Regions from separate parts of the Mus musculus genome. Here regions 2, 3, 4 and 5 are each linked to region 1. Evidence: chromatin contacts called from public HiChIP or PLAC-seq and promoter capture Hi-C data. All regions are on one chromosome and are shown on one strand. Each heading gives the region's core, a stretch centred on a gene start, on an enhancer-like site or on the middle of the called end of the contact. The rest is flanking DNA. Distances are from core to core; before and after follow the strand shown.

What was found. Promoter capture Hi-C pulls out the DNA fragments that hold promoters and counts their contacts. HiChIP or PLAC-seq counts read pairs in DNA pulled down with a chosen protein or histone mark.
Region 2: a promoter capture Hi-C map of hippocampal neurons shows a contact between it and region 1, with 6 times the contacts expected there. The contact joins the promoter of 1700034J05Rik here to the enhancer-like site in region 1. A contact is called at or near these places in 8 of 39 promoter capture datasets (3T3-L1-derived adipocytes, cranial neural crest, embryonic stem cells and 5 more).
Region 3: a contact with region 1 is called in a promoter capture Hi-C map of hippocampal neurons, with 9 times the contacts expected there. The contact joins the promoter of Rep15 here to the enhancer-like site in region 1. A contact is called at or near these places in 17 of 39 promoter capture datasets (the 3T3-L1 cell line, 3T3-L1-derived adipocytes, the HPC-7 cell line and 10 more), 4 of 484 Hi-C or Micro-C datasets (cerebral cortex, embryonic fibroblasts, embryonic stem cells and 1 more), 2 of 115 datasets of contacts at active chromatin or transcription factors (astrocytes and embryonic fibroblasts) and 1 of 9 other capture datasets (adipose tissue).
Region 4: a contact with region 1 is called in an HNF4G HiChIP or PLAC-seq map of pancreatic cancer cells. The contact joins two enhancer-like sites.
Region 5: a contact with region 1 is called in a FOXA1 HiChIP or PLAC-seq map of pancreatic cancer cells. The contact joins two enhancer-like sites. A contact is called at or near these places in 2 of 484 Hi-C or Micro-C datasets (adipose-derived mesenchymal stem cells and embryonic stem cells) and 2 of 115 datasets of contacts at active chromatin or transcription factors (fibro-adipogenic progenitors and pancreatic cancer cells).

Annotation. Positions count from the first base shown.
Region 1 is chr6:147,952,219-147,954,745 of GRCm38.p6, forward strand. No RefSeq gene overlaps it. Among named protein-coding and RNA genes, the nearest start is that of Far2, 94 kb to the right of the region's middle. Within about 2 kb of position 1,268, at least 40 of the 459 cell types and tissues checked have an H3K27ac peak or open chromatin away from gene starts, as enhancers often do. A contact at or near this core is called in 3T3-L1-derived adipocytes, adipose tissue, cerebral cortex and 3 more, where this site is marked.
Region 2 is chr6:146,953,157-146,955,683 of GRCm38.p6, forward strand. 1700034J05Rik (RIKEN cDNA 1700034J05 gene) reads right to left here and starts at 1,265. Exons shown (of 3, transcript NM_001164236.1): 1 at 1,133-1,265; 2 at 1-430. The coding sequence starts at 386. The region is part of intron 2 of Ppfibp1 (PTPRF interacting protein, binding protein 1 (liprin beta 1)); the gene reads left to right.
Region 3 is chr6:147,031,273-147,033,799 of GRCm38.p6, forward strand. It overlaps Rep15 (RAB15 effector protein), which reads left to right and starts at 1,265. Exons shown (of 1, transcript NM_025620.2): 1 at 1,265-2,246. The coding sequence starts at 1,393. The coding sequence ends at 2,085. Ppfibp1 (PTPRF interacting protein, binding protein 1 (liprin beta 1)) reads left to right here. Exons shown (of 31, transcript NM_001355728.1): 31 at 1-753.
Region 4 is chr6:147,063,316-147,065,842 of GRCm38.p6, forward strand. The region is part of intron 7 of Mrps35 (mitochondrial ribosomal protein S35); the gene reads left to right. Among named protein-coding and RNA genes, the nearest start is that of Mrps35, 22 kb to the left of the region's middle. Within about 2 kb of position 1,261, at least 31 of the 459 cell types and tissues checked have an H3K27ac peak or open chromatin away from gene starts, as enhancers often do. A contact at or near this core is called in pancreatic cancer cells, where this site is marked.
Region 5 is chr6:147,198,366-147,200,892 of GRCm38.p6, forward strand. The region is part of intron 2 of E330012B07Rik (RIKEN cDNA E330012B07 gene); the gene reads left to right. Among named protein-coding and RNA genes, the nearest start is that of E330012B07Rik, 19 kb to the left of the region's middle. Within about 2 kb of position 1,261, at least 23 of the 459 cell types and tissues checked have an H3K27ac peak or open chromatin away from gene starts, as enhancers often do. A contact at or near this core is called in pancreatic cancer cells, where this site is marked.

The DNA.
Region 1 (2,527 bases), core at 18-2,517:
TGTGTGCACATATGTATGTGTGTTCCTGTGTATATGTGTGAATGTGTGTGCACATGTGTATGTGTGTATATGTGCATGTATGTGTATACATGTGTGTGTGTGCGTGTGTGTGTGTGTGTGTGTGTGTGTGTGTGTGTGTGTGTTTGGAGAGTGAGAGGAGAAGGGTAGAGGAGGTTATCCTCAGTGTTGTGTCAATCTGCTTTTCTGTTTACAAGCATAAACACGGGGAACTGGACTGAGGCAGTTGAGAGTCAGCCTTGAGAACTCCCAAGTTTCTTGCTCTACCCTGCACTCCTCCAGTGTTAAAGGCCAAGGGACTCTCTCTTCTGTGTTTAGGACCCAATGGTTGTATGCCTATGTAACAGGGGCAGCTTCCTGGTCCCATGTCTCATCCTCTCCCACCTGTGCCTCAGTACCACATTGTGGTCAGCACACAAAGTGTTTCCCTTTCCCTTAGTATTTAGGCATTTCTGCTCACTGCAGCATCAGCAAGCATCATCATGCCAGACTTTGGAAGCAGTGGCAGCAAGCATCATCATGCCAGGCCTTGGGAGAGATCAACACCATGGTTCACACCAATTCTCATGCCTAAGGCTTTAGAACTGAGCACTCTACAAACAACTCTAGAGCCACGGTGTTCTGCGTTCTCCTTTAGGTGGGTATGTGTATGACTCAACATATGCTCCTTTCTCACATACACACAGAAGCCTGGCCTGTGGGAGGCCTCAGAGTTCGGGAAGCCTCTGCCTGGGAGACATCCTGGCACTGGGGTATTCTGGAGTTACAAAAGATGCACGGCTTTCTGTTGGCTTTCTTCCCTATGTGCGGCCCTGGTGACTGCCCAGGGAGAGGAAAGCCCCTCACTCCCCCAGGACTTGAGGCACCTTCCTGTTCCTTGGCTGCATTTACAAAATCTCCCTGAATAATCAAGCGGCTCTCATGATTTCAGCTTCCCTGGGGAAGGCTCTGGCAGTCCCTGGCAGTGCAGTGCACAAGGTTTGGGGTCTGGGTGGGGGTGGGGGTGGGGTTGGGGACAGAGTGGAGAACTGGAGCTCAGGAGCACAGTTTTGAGCCAAGCTGATTTCTATTACCTTGGGTATGTGAAAGCAGGAAGAAATGTCACATTATCCGCCCCCCCCCAGCTTTGCGTGCCTTGCCTGGCATGGAGTCTGCCAGTTTAGACCACCTATAATGCAGACCTGCAGACCTGGAAGAAAACACTCTCTGTGATAAACACACCCAGGCATCTGTGAGGCAAGAATGCCCTCTAACGGAAGTGTGAAGAATGTCGGTGATTTACCTTCTTTCTATTTAACTGGCAACAATTCTGCCCCATTTTACATCTTGGGTTCAAAGCTCATGTTTACATTCAAATACATCTATCAGGAGGACCTGGTAAGCTGCCAAAAGATTCTTCTGTGGCTCTGTCTCCCATGAATCCTAGTTCCTGCTTATAATTTTTATCCTTACTTATGATTGAGAAATGAAGGGTTTCTGGGCTTAATTTCACTCAGGTTTTGAGATGAGGTAGCCACAGTGTTTTTAGCCCCATCGTCCTCTGAGAAGTGCCCATGCTTTTTCCTAAAGTCATGTGTTAACCATTTAGCCAATTCTACTTGGCTCAGAGCACCCTGAAGTCCTCTTATGATGATGCAATGTCGCAAAGTCCAAGTTGATCTGTGTGGGTCGGCATAGGAGAGCTCCGTTCAGACTTGCTGACTGCACTTACTGAGAAAAACCCACATAGGCATATTCCAGAAGCAGTGCCGATTAACTCAAATTGAACCCCAGATCAGGCTAAGCTTGTTGGGCATTACATGCCTCTCTCCTCTGTGAGTGAACTAAGCCATTAATACTTAGACAGTAGAGACAGCTGCTTGGATTCTGGGCCATGTCTGAAGGGCCTTTTCACCCTGTCACTTGGCCGAGACGGTGGCTCAGACAAGAAATGGATTCAGCTAGCTTCCCATGCCATCCAAGCAGAACCAGGTCATGTGTAAGAACGGCAAACCATGGGCTTCCAAGAGCTATGGAAATTGGTGGAGCTTGCTGTCACTAGAAGCAAGACTTATAGACCAGCATTTCTTCTCATTTCTTTGTTAGACTGGAAATGACTACCTGGCCTGTAGGTGTGTGACTTATAACCGGACCCCTGAGCCTGAACCTGAACCAGGAGGGACACCCACTCAACTCAAGAGTAGAGTTGTCTACTCTACTCTTGAGGTTTGTCTCTCACTTTTGTGGTTCATAACATTAAATCACTGTGAGGCTGGGAAATGACTCAGCATAAACATGAAGACTGAGCTAGATTCTCAGCACATGTTAAAAAAGGAAAAAGAAAAAAGAGAGAGAAGAGGAAGGGAAGGAAGGAAGGAAGGAAGGAAGGAAGGAAGGAAGGAAGGAAGGAAGGAAGGAAGGAAGGAAGAAAAGGAGGAAGGGAAGGAGGGAGGGAGGGAGAGAGAGCAGTCCAAGTTCAGTGGAGCACACCTGTTCTCTCTTTCTCCTGCAGGGGAGACAGAGGCAGGAA
Region 2 (2,527 bases), core at 15-2,514, 1.0 Mb before region 1:
TTTGTCTTGTCTTCTGGCCACTTATCCATCCACTGGCTATGGGCATTTAGATCCAGATTAGCAAGAGAGTCTGCATGGTTAGAGTCCACATCGATATCCCAGGCCAGTGTGATGCTTAGCTTGCTGAACTGCTCTGGGTCATGCTCCACCTGATCTCGTTTCCTGAAGAGTCTCCTTAAACTCTCTGTCCTCCAGGTGCTTTGGACAGGAGGGAGGAAATGGACCAAAGAATCCACAGAGGCTGTCTCCTCACGGGAGACCAGGTCCTCATAGGAAAAGGTGTTCTCAGAGGGGTAGTAGCCCACCGAGGCGCTCTGGTTGGACTTGCATTCATAAATAGAATCCTCTGTGCTACTGTAGTCACTGCTGGAGGGTGAGGTTGTCATGGTGCTGAGAGTGTCCAATCTCAAGTTTTCCTTGATTCTGGAAACTTCAGAAGAAAAAAATTAGTAAATGATATTATGGGGGGAAGTTATATGACCCATTCCTTTTTCTTATTGAAACTATTCCTTCCACTCTGTATAGTCCACCCTTTTGTACTTTCTGCCTCTGTAAAGACAAAAACACTCTGGCATCTCTTCTTTGTGCCTCTTATTTGTTTGACAGTAGCTGAGAGAGCTTATAAACAAAAAGGAGAATTTGAAAATGACAGGGAAGTGTGACTAGAGTCAAGTATGTTTTCAGTCCACTCTTCTGAGGTCAAGGTAACTAATTTCTTAGTATATATGTATATCTGTGCGCATATGTACATATACACACATATCCAAATACATGTGGTTCTCACATCAATAGAAACTTATTATCAAGTTTATAATAACCTATGGCTATTCTAATATTCTTAACTACTTTCTTATTAAATAGCCTTAGGTGTCACCTACTGATACTCAATAACTTGGCTGATTAATGATCACTAGGTTACTTAAGACCATACCATGATCCATGGAGTTAGTGGACCAAAGATCATAAATATATAGACATAATAATTGATACCAGAATGCTTTCCAGAAAGGTGACTGTCATTTGAGCACCCATCTTCCCACCATCTGATGGCATGTTTATTCTGCATTTTCCATAATCTCCCTGTAAGCAAACCTGGAAGACCACACACTCACACTCACACACATGCTCATGCCTTTGTCATGCCCTGATCTGAGGGCTGCCCAGATGAGACAGGCGCTTCCAGCAGTGGAGACAAAGTGATGGAGTCAGAAACCCTTCAGAGCCCATGTCTCAGTGATGTAAAGCCCAACTGCTTCTGAGAAGTTTGTGTTCCAAGACTGTTGGTTACCATGGCAACAAAGGAACCAAGTTATGGTCAGAATTATGTAAAGGGACAGGATCTGTCCCTTCAGTTTCAGAGTATTCTGAGCACATACAATAGTAGGCTGCACTCTCTTCATTAGAATCAGTCAGTTCCATGAGATCTTTCTCACATTTTCCCTCATTTCCATCCCCCAAGATTTCCATCCCCCAAGATTGCACATTAGTCTGCTACATGTCATACTTAGGTTTCCACTGCCATGCTAGGTCTGTAGATTACAGGGGGCAGATCTTGGAACTTCTCAGCAATTCTTTGTAACTAGTCTCTTTTTATACATTAAAATTTCCTGTTGTTTCTGTGTCTCTAGAGAATGCAGGCTACCTACTTATTTTGCTGCTTTTGAAATTAATGAATGATGACCATATAGTATATATCTGTAATCTAGCTCTTGGGAGACCAAAGCAAGAAGATTGAATGTAGCTCAGGCTGGTATCCTCTTGTCTTAGTTTATATCAGAAATACCTCATACACACACACACACACACACACACACCGGACAGTTGAGTGCCTAACAAGTTTCAGACCCTATGTTCTGCCACTTGTAGCAGGAATTAATTAACTAACTAATTAATGATTTCATGTATGTGTGTCTGTGTATGTACACCACATAGATGCCAGAGCCTTGGGTCCTCTGTAACTAGAGTTACAGATGGTTGTGAGTCTCCTGATGTGGATGCTGGGAACCTAACCTGACTATGGGGGTCATAGTAAAGGAACCCAGTCTAGCAAGGGAGCCATGGTAGAAACCATCCCCCCTGAGTACATTCAAAAGACCCAGTGGGAATCCTTTGGCTAGGAGGGTGAGGTGAGTGCCACTTGCTGTGTTTAGAAACTGTGGACACTGTTGATGGCCAACAGTTCTCCCTTTGGCTACATTATAATTTGGGTGCAATGGTTTTACCAAAAGACAAAAAAAAAAAGTTTGAAGGGATGATAGGATGTAGGCTTCCCAAGAAACAAGCTGAGGTCTTCTTAGGAGACTAATAGCAAAATGCTTAAAATTCAGACATTCAGATGATTCTTGTTCTTCTAGTCCTCAGGGCACTGTGAAGGAAAAGGTGGAGATGGGTGAGAAGAGAGGGGAGGGCAGACATGCTCAAAGTTGACTGCTGAGAAGGAACCTAACCTAGAGGCAGAGCCAAGTTAACCTAATAGAAAGTGGGGCTCGGGGCTGTGGGTGTGGCTCAGTGGTAGAGCTCTTGACTA
Region 3 (2,527 bases), core at 15-2,514, 920 kb before region 1:
TGCCTAGCCATGTCGATTGTACCTTACACTCAGACTGTCAGCTGATGGGGCTTCGTATTATTTCAATCAGAACCCAAATATTTTAAAGCTGTAGAACATTTTCTAATGGCTATCCTGTCCAACAGCAGGTTGCTCATGTTTTCTGTCACACAGGGCCCAAAGGCTTTTTGTAAAGAAAATAGAAAGCTACAAAGCAGCTGTTGAGTGGTATGTGTCTATGAGTGTTTTCAGCAGGGTTGGAGACAATCTACTTTTCATTCAGGGCTACTCTAAATGAGATCCCCTGTGTTCTGGACAGGAGCTTAGACACTGGGGGACAGGTGGACAGGTCACTTTACAGTGATAGATCTGGTGATAGCTATTTCCAAATGTCAGCAGTATGCCGTTTTTATGCTCTGCAGGTTATAAAGCTGTTCATTGTGAACCTTGTAACACTGCTGGTTATTTCTAATTAAATTATCAGATGCTAACATGCTCCCATTCATGATTTCATGACAATATTGGCTTCTTCCTGTATTGGGGTTTTAGTTTAACATGAATAAATACCACCATTTGAAAGCTCAGTTTGTTATTAGAACCTGGTTAAAATACCAGCAGACTGTTACAGATGCCAAATATTCTTTATCAAGGACAATGTAACAACTGATGATATGTGATAAAGTTAAAAACTTTTGATTATATATTTTATTTACAAAAGTATTATGCAAAGTTTGCATTACCTTATGAGAGGAAATAAAGTCAATTGATAATTGCCTTGTGTATTTGTCATTGTTTCTTTGTTCAGAAAAACAAAGTCTTCATTTCTGGTGGAAACAGTAACTGATTTTTGTTTGTAAACTTGCACGTTTGATTGAGTTTTTTTGAATCAGACAAATTGAGATCTCTGCTTAAGAAGTACATATAAAAGGAAATGCCAGCAACCTGCCTGGGGAAGGAAGGGTCAGAACAGATGCGTCAAAAAAGGGAAACAGAAGAGACACAAGCTTAGAGACATTGGTTGGAGAATGTAGGAGTCTAACCCATACATTCACGTGCTGGTTTTATTTTGACTAGTTTTTAGAAACAGGAGCCACATCCAGGAAGAGATCAAATGTAGCCTGTACATAACCTGGAGTAGAGCAGGTGTTTTGTGTGAAATTGTCATTTGTCACTTGGCAAGCATCAGGAATCTGTGAGCACAACACACCCAGTTGACAAACGGGGCCCTCCCTCACATGTTTGTCTAGCCTCGGGTCTATATGGCTAGCCACATCAAGGAAGCTGTGGCATTAGGAAGCTGGTGGTGGCTTTAACAGATGTGGCTTTGCTGAAGAAAATCTATGAGAAAGAGGCAGTTCCCGGTGACATTCACATGCTGAATAGCTAGAAGCAGCATTTACTGGGTGTGAGAAAATGGGACAAAAGGCTTCACAGCAGGTAGCTCCGAAGGACAGCCAGGAGGTTCTTGCCATGTGTGAGGTGGTCAGTGCGGCTATTTCCCATGCAGCGCAGAAGCTGAAGGAGTACCTCGGGTTTGAGTATCCGCTGAGCAGACTCTGCCTTGCAGCGAGTTCACTGACTGAGGTCTTCCTCGTCCACTTCGTTACCTTCTGCCAGGAAAGGGGAGCGGATGAGTGGCTCACCACCACCAAGATGACCAAGCACCAGGCCTGGCTGTTTGGAGCAGACTGGATTTGGACCTTCTGGGGACCTGATAAGCAAATACGGCTTCAGGTGGCAGTGCAGACTCTGAGGATGGCTTCGCTCCCTCTGACGGACCCAAAATCCTGTGAGTCAAGGGGAGAGGAGTCTTGGAAAAAAGGCAGATTTGACAAGCTGCAAGAGTTCTGTAACTTGGTAGGAGAGGACTGTCTGGGTCTGTTTATCATCTTCGGTGTGCCTGGAGAACCTAAGGCTATCAGAGGCGTTGTCCTGGAGAGTGTCAGAAACGGGATGATGGAGAGCCAGCTGCCAGGACGAAAGGCTGTGGAGCAGTTTGTGCTGGAAACAAAGGACTGTATCTCCATCAAAGAGCTGCTAGGGAACTGTCTGAGTAAAAGAGATGGGCTGAGTGACATGGGCAGAGTTTACATCCGCATCCTCTAAACTGGGCATGTTGCTGTGACTGGCCTGTGAGACAGAACAGGAGGACAATCCCCAACACAGGGCTATCCACCCCCTACATTGACTGAAAGTGATCCCTGGGTTAAAACTTGCTAGTGTCCCAGTTACGGAAAAGAAAAGAAAAAAAAAATAGCTGTTGCTGTGTCTTGGGAAATTTTACTTTGGGTTTTGTTTATTCAAAACTAAAAATTGGAAGAGAAAATGATAAATTATACATAAAGTTTGATTTGGAAAAAAAAGTTGTCTTTGAACTCATCTCATAGTCACAAGCTTAAAATGTTACTGCTGTTGTAAGGAGAGCAACTGTTCATGAGGTGTGGTGGGGATGTCAGTTTTGGTTCAGGACTCCTAAAGAAAACTTCCCACTGCTGACCTTCTGAGCCCTCCCTCCACAATTGCTTCTTCCCAGCAACTCCACAAATAA
Region 4 (2,527 bases), core at 11-2,510, 890 kb before region 1:
CAAGGATATACAAACCACCACACCTGGGCTCTGTGACTTTCTGCATGGGTCATTGTTTTAATCTTCAAAAGCCATATATGCAGACATTAGGCTTTCTAAGATTTTGGGTGGAACAGAGATTTTTTTTTTTTTTTTTGTAATTTCTACCAAATAATGGGCTTTCAGTAATGGTCCATTATTTTTGTTAAAAATACTACAGTGAGATTTTTTTTTCTTAGAATTTCAAGTACTTTTATGGCAAATTCCTGTGTACAGCCTACACATTTAACTTGACAGAGGCTAAAATAAAACACTTGAGACTGAATCCGTTCTCTTCTGCCTAAATCCAGTACATCACCCAATCTTCCTGCTCTGATGAAATTATTGAGCTGTTTCCCTCTTATTTCTGCTGCTCCGCCCCCTGTAGATCTTTCTTTATCCTTCCCCTGAAACAAGGTGGTCGCGCCCCCCCCCCCATCATTGGGTTTCCCATGGCTTTCTCAAGTCTGGCTCTGTGGTGTAACCTTTATGGCAGTGCCCCCGTTAGCAGCGTGTGAAGCCACTGCACTCCCCGTGCATCATGGCTTTGCACACGTCCTTCCCTGCTGACCAGCCTTCCAGATGTGTGTGAGTGGCATCACTCCCGAATGCTTCCTGCCATCCTCTTTCCTTCCTTAGGTAACATTGCTACATTCATGCTAAGTGCCTGTGCACACACCTGCCTCACTGCAAGGACAAGACAGTACCTCACTCCTCTCTGTCACCCCAACATCTGTACAGTATCTGGCACACAACACTCAGTGAATTGCTTTTAAAACTGGTCCAAATTGAGTTGAACTCTTGGACATACGCAGTTAAAATTTAGTCTTGGCAGTTGAAATAATTGGCAGGGTGTTTTGTTGTTATTGTTACTTTATTAAGACATTTTTTCAAATAAACTGTTTTATATCTATATGAATTGCATGTTTGTTTTGTGTGTATTTGGGAGAAGAGACACACATATATTGAGTGCCCTGTGGATCAAAGGACATCTGTGGGAGTCAGGTTTTTCCTTCTAAATGGGTCCCTGGGATCAAACTCGGATCATCAGGCTTGGCTTGGGAGCAAGAGCCTTCTCCTCCTGAGCCAGCCTGCCAGCCTGGGTTTTTTTTTTTTTTAATGATTAAACTGTTTTCCCTCATGTAGGACAACGGTGTCCTTGTAATCATAAATGGTGGAATATTACTGTGATTCATGCCCTAGTCACAGAGAGTTGTAAATACAGAGAGTGGTAGGAGGTGGCAGATCTGTGTATAGAGCGCAGTTCCTGCATCAGTTCCTGCAGTGTGCTGACCCTCACATTAACCAGCTCCATGTTCTCGTATTAAATCTGTGCTTCCGAAGGAGAAGGATACGAGGTTATCCTTTTGCTCCGTGATTCTTCTTACCAGGTCTCTGTGTTCCTTAGAACATGTTGTTCCACCACCAAGGCCCATTGCGGTTTGGGGCAAATTGTTTAATTGCTCTGGGCTTGAGTTTCCTGGTCTGTAAAACAGATAATAGGTGTAACTCACAGGGCTGTGTGAGAGAGGTCAGTGAGTTAATAGTATCGGAACTTAAAATAGTGCCTGGTGTGGAGAGTCCTCTCTCGGTTGCCCTTTGGCTGTGTCCGTGCTGGGCCGTCCTCCCTGCCCTGCTCTCTCTCCCTTGACTGCCAAGCTCTGCTCGTTGGGACCTTTATGAGTCCATTCTCCACTGGGATCCCAGTCTTCTGCGCTGGTGCCAGGTCAGCATCAGGCCTCCTGTTGGGCTGAGGCTCCAGGAGGGCACGGTGCCTGGCACAGCAGCTGGGTCATAAAATGTATTGAATGAATAAGTGGATGATGGAGCCAACTGGGAAGGAGAACAGGATCACGTGGAATGGAAAGTTGATACTTCTGATGTTGTGGTCAGGCAGGAAGAAGGAGGTGTGTGTGGGTGTGTCTGTCTGTGTATGTGTGTCTGTGTGTATGTATGTATGAGTCTGTACATGTGTGTGTGTCTGTACATGAGTGCAGGTGCCCATAGAGAATTGGATCCCCTGGGGTGATTTTGATCTGGATGATGTTAGGCTGGGAGTTGAACTTGGGTTCTCTGAAGCAGCAGCTCTCTTAACCCTGAGCCATCTCTCCAGTGTTGGTGGAATTACAGCTGATTCTCTTCCTTTCTTTCTAGTAACTCTCTTTTCTGTGAGGATGTGTATGAATTATACGCTGCTGGAGCTGTGTGAGAGGTCACCTCTGGATTACTATCCTTGGATGCTCATGTGCACCTGTGTGCACACACAGGCACGTACACCCATGAACACAGAGGCCAGAGGACATTGTCTGGTGTACATTACTCTCTTTTGCTTGCTTCCTTGAAACGTGGTTTTTGACTGAACAGGAAGCTTGCTGGTTGGACAGGCCGACTGGCTGAGGTGAGCTCTTGGATCCACCGCTGTCCCTCAACACTGGGGCTAAGGCTTCTTATAAGTAGCCATGTCTGGTTTTTACATGTGCTGGAAATTTGAACGCAAGTTCTCATGCTT
Region 5 (2,527 bases), core at 11-2,510, 750 kb before region 1:
ACCAAGAGCCTCTCCTCCCATTGATGACCAACTAAGCTATCCTCTGCTACATATGCAGCTAGAGCCACAAATCCCTCCATGTGTTTTCTTTGATTGGTGGTTTAGCCCCAGGGAGCTCTGGGGTTACTGGTTAGTTCATATTGTTGGTATAACAGCCTTAGGCACTGTTCCTTGTGAGACATGAATAAATATCTACTCACCCCAGATAGGGAGCCAAAGACAGACCAAAACGTGAATACCACCAAAGTCCTAGTTGGTGAACCAAAGACTTTTACCATTGTTACTTATCAGAATATGGGTGCAGGGTTACTTACAGTAGCAGAAATGACTCAAAGACAGCCGAAGCTCTGAAAGCCCACCCCAGCATGAGTGGCAGTTCATGAAAGCTGGAAACACAGAACACATTGCAGTCAGATCAAGATGTCAGATCCCAGTGCATAGCCTCTCAGGCAGCCTGGCTAGTTGCTACTTTTCTTAGGCTGCTGGATCTGAGCTGCTCCTGAACGGTTCAGCTTGCCTGAGGTTGACATTCAGCCTTTACTGCTTATATATTCTAGGGGAAGGAGGTGGTGTGGGGGGGGTCTAGTAAATCTGATCAGTTTCAGGTACTTCCTGAAGCTATTTTGAGTTGTTCCCTTTGTTTCTTAAGGAGCTTCCTTGTTGGAGGGAGCCTTCACCTGCCCTGAGAACATATTGTTTCACCTCCTGAGTCTTGAAAAGAAGTTTCCTTCAAGATGTAAGGATTTAATTTAACTTTGGACTAAATTGCTACAAATCTGCACTTAGTAACTAGAGCTTGTTTCTTTAGTATTACCGCCTCAGATCTCCATACTCACAGTGTGGTATTTGCCCTTCAGCCTTCCCCATCCTGGTTTGAGATGGCTTGGGGGAAACTCATGCCCTCTAGTTCCCACTGTCTCCAATTAAACGCTCTGGCAGGAGGCTAGAGAGAAGTGAATGAGTGTGGGCCATTTTCCTAGCTTGGAACTATAGCTACTGTTAGACCAGAGTTCCTCAGTCTTCCTTTGGTGTTTCCTTCAAGCTGAAGGGTGTGACTGGTACCACTGGTTACAGCCTGGAGGCACCCCACCATCCTTGAAGCTGTACCTGCCCTGCTGTCTTGCTAAAAGTCTCTTAATTATGGCATCTTCCAATTGCCCCATCTCCTCCCAAATGCCTGACTCACTGTTAGCTCATACTGAACACATGCCAGGAGTGGCCATTAAGACATTAACACATCCTGCTTGATTTGATGATTTCTTAAACCTACATTAACCTTGACAAACAGAAACTGTAGTTTGGAAGGACTTGTAATTTCCCCCAGGCTATACAGGGAGTAAAGGACAGGATCAGATCCTGTGCACTGCAAACCCTTTTAAGTGATTCATGGCTCTTCTATCCCTTTCTGTGGGTCACACACACCTAGAGGAAGGCTCTGTTTCTTTTCAGACATCAGCATCAGTAGCTCTTCCTGTTGATGCCTCAGAGATATGGAAGCAAGACCATACATCTATCTACCTTTGTTAGTTACCAGAAGCCCTGGGTATGTCAGCCCTGGGATGTTCTTAGAGCCAAGATCCCAGTCCTTAGGATGAGCTTCATTACTGGGGAGGTTGGTTGACATAAGGGCTTCTCTCTCTCCAGCTTCACCTTCCTTCCACATCAGCAAAGTCAGCAGCAGAAATGATGTGTGGTGACTGCAAGGGCGAGTGCAGATGTGAGATTGGCACACAACAGTCTGCATTTCATGTGGCTTGGGTGACGTGGGTTTCAGTGTGGAGGTGCTGTTTATGTCTGTCATGCTCCTGGGCATAGCGGCCAAGGGTGGTCGTGCCACAGCCATGACATCACCGCCTTCCCTCTCAGAGAACCTCCAGGGTGCTCTTTGCATATTTGTGTAATGATTTTTTTTTCTATGCTTGCTACTGGAGTTTTTAAGGTCAAAGCCTGGGCCCCGGCACCTTAAGCTAGACTTGGCAAACTCGTCCTCAACAGGCCAGTTAAAGAGACAAATAACAGTGAAAAGCAGAGAAAGGAGATTTGTCCAATGTGGCCACACTGGTAAGAGGAACAAAGGGCCCAGTAGTCACCTCCCTTCCCTACACTCATACAAATTAATCTTAAATTTCCCAGCAATGAGCAGATTAAAGAGTTTGTTGTGAACATTTAGCAAAAGTATATTTAAAAAAATTTACTTACTTTGTAAATGTAAGTCATTAGTTACCATTCTTTATTGACAAGATTTGACACTCCGACATTTTTTTCTGTCACATACAGGGTGAGCTTACCTGGTGTTACTGTTATTGCTGGTTGCTGTTGAGTCTTCTGTGACTCCTATTATGGGAGAGAAATGTAACAAAGATATCTGACAAACATATATACCTACCATTTTATAATTATCACAACTTTAATAAAAATGACACATACATAACTTGCATAGTTAAAAATACTTCTAGAAAAAATATAGTAACAATCTAATAATTTTTATGTATATTCCTTAGAGATATTTTATCTGACACAAAGCATT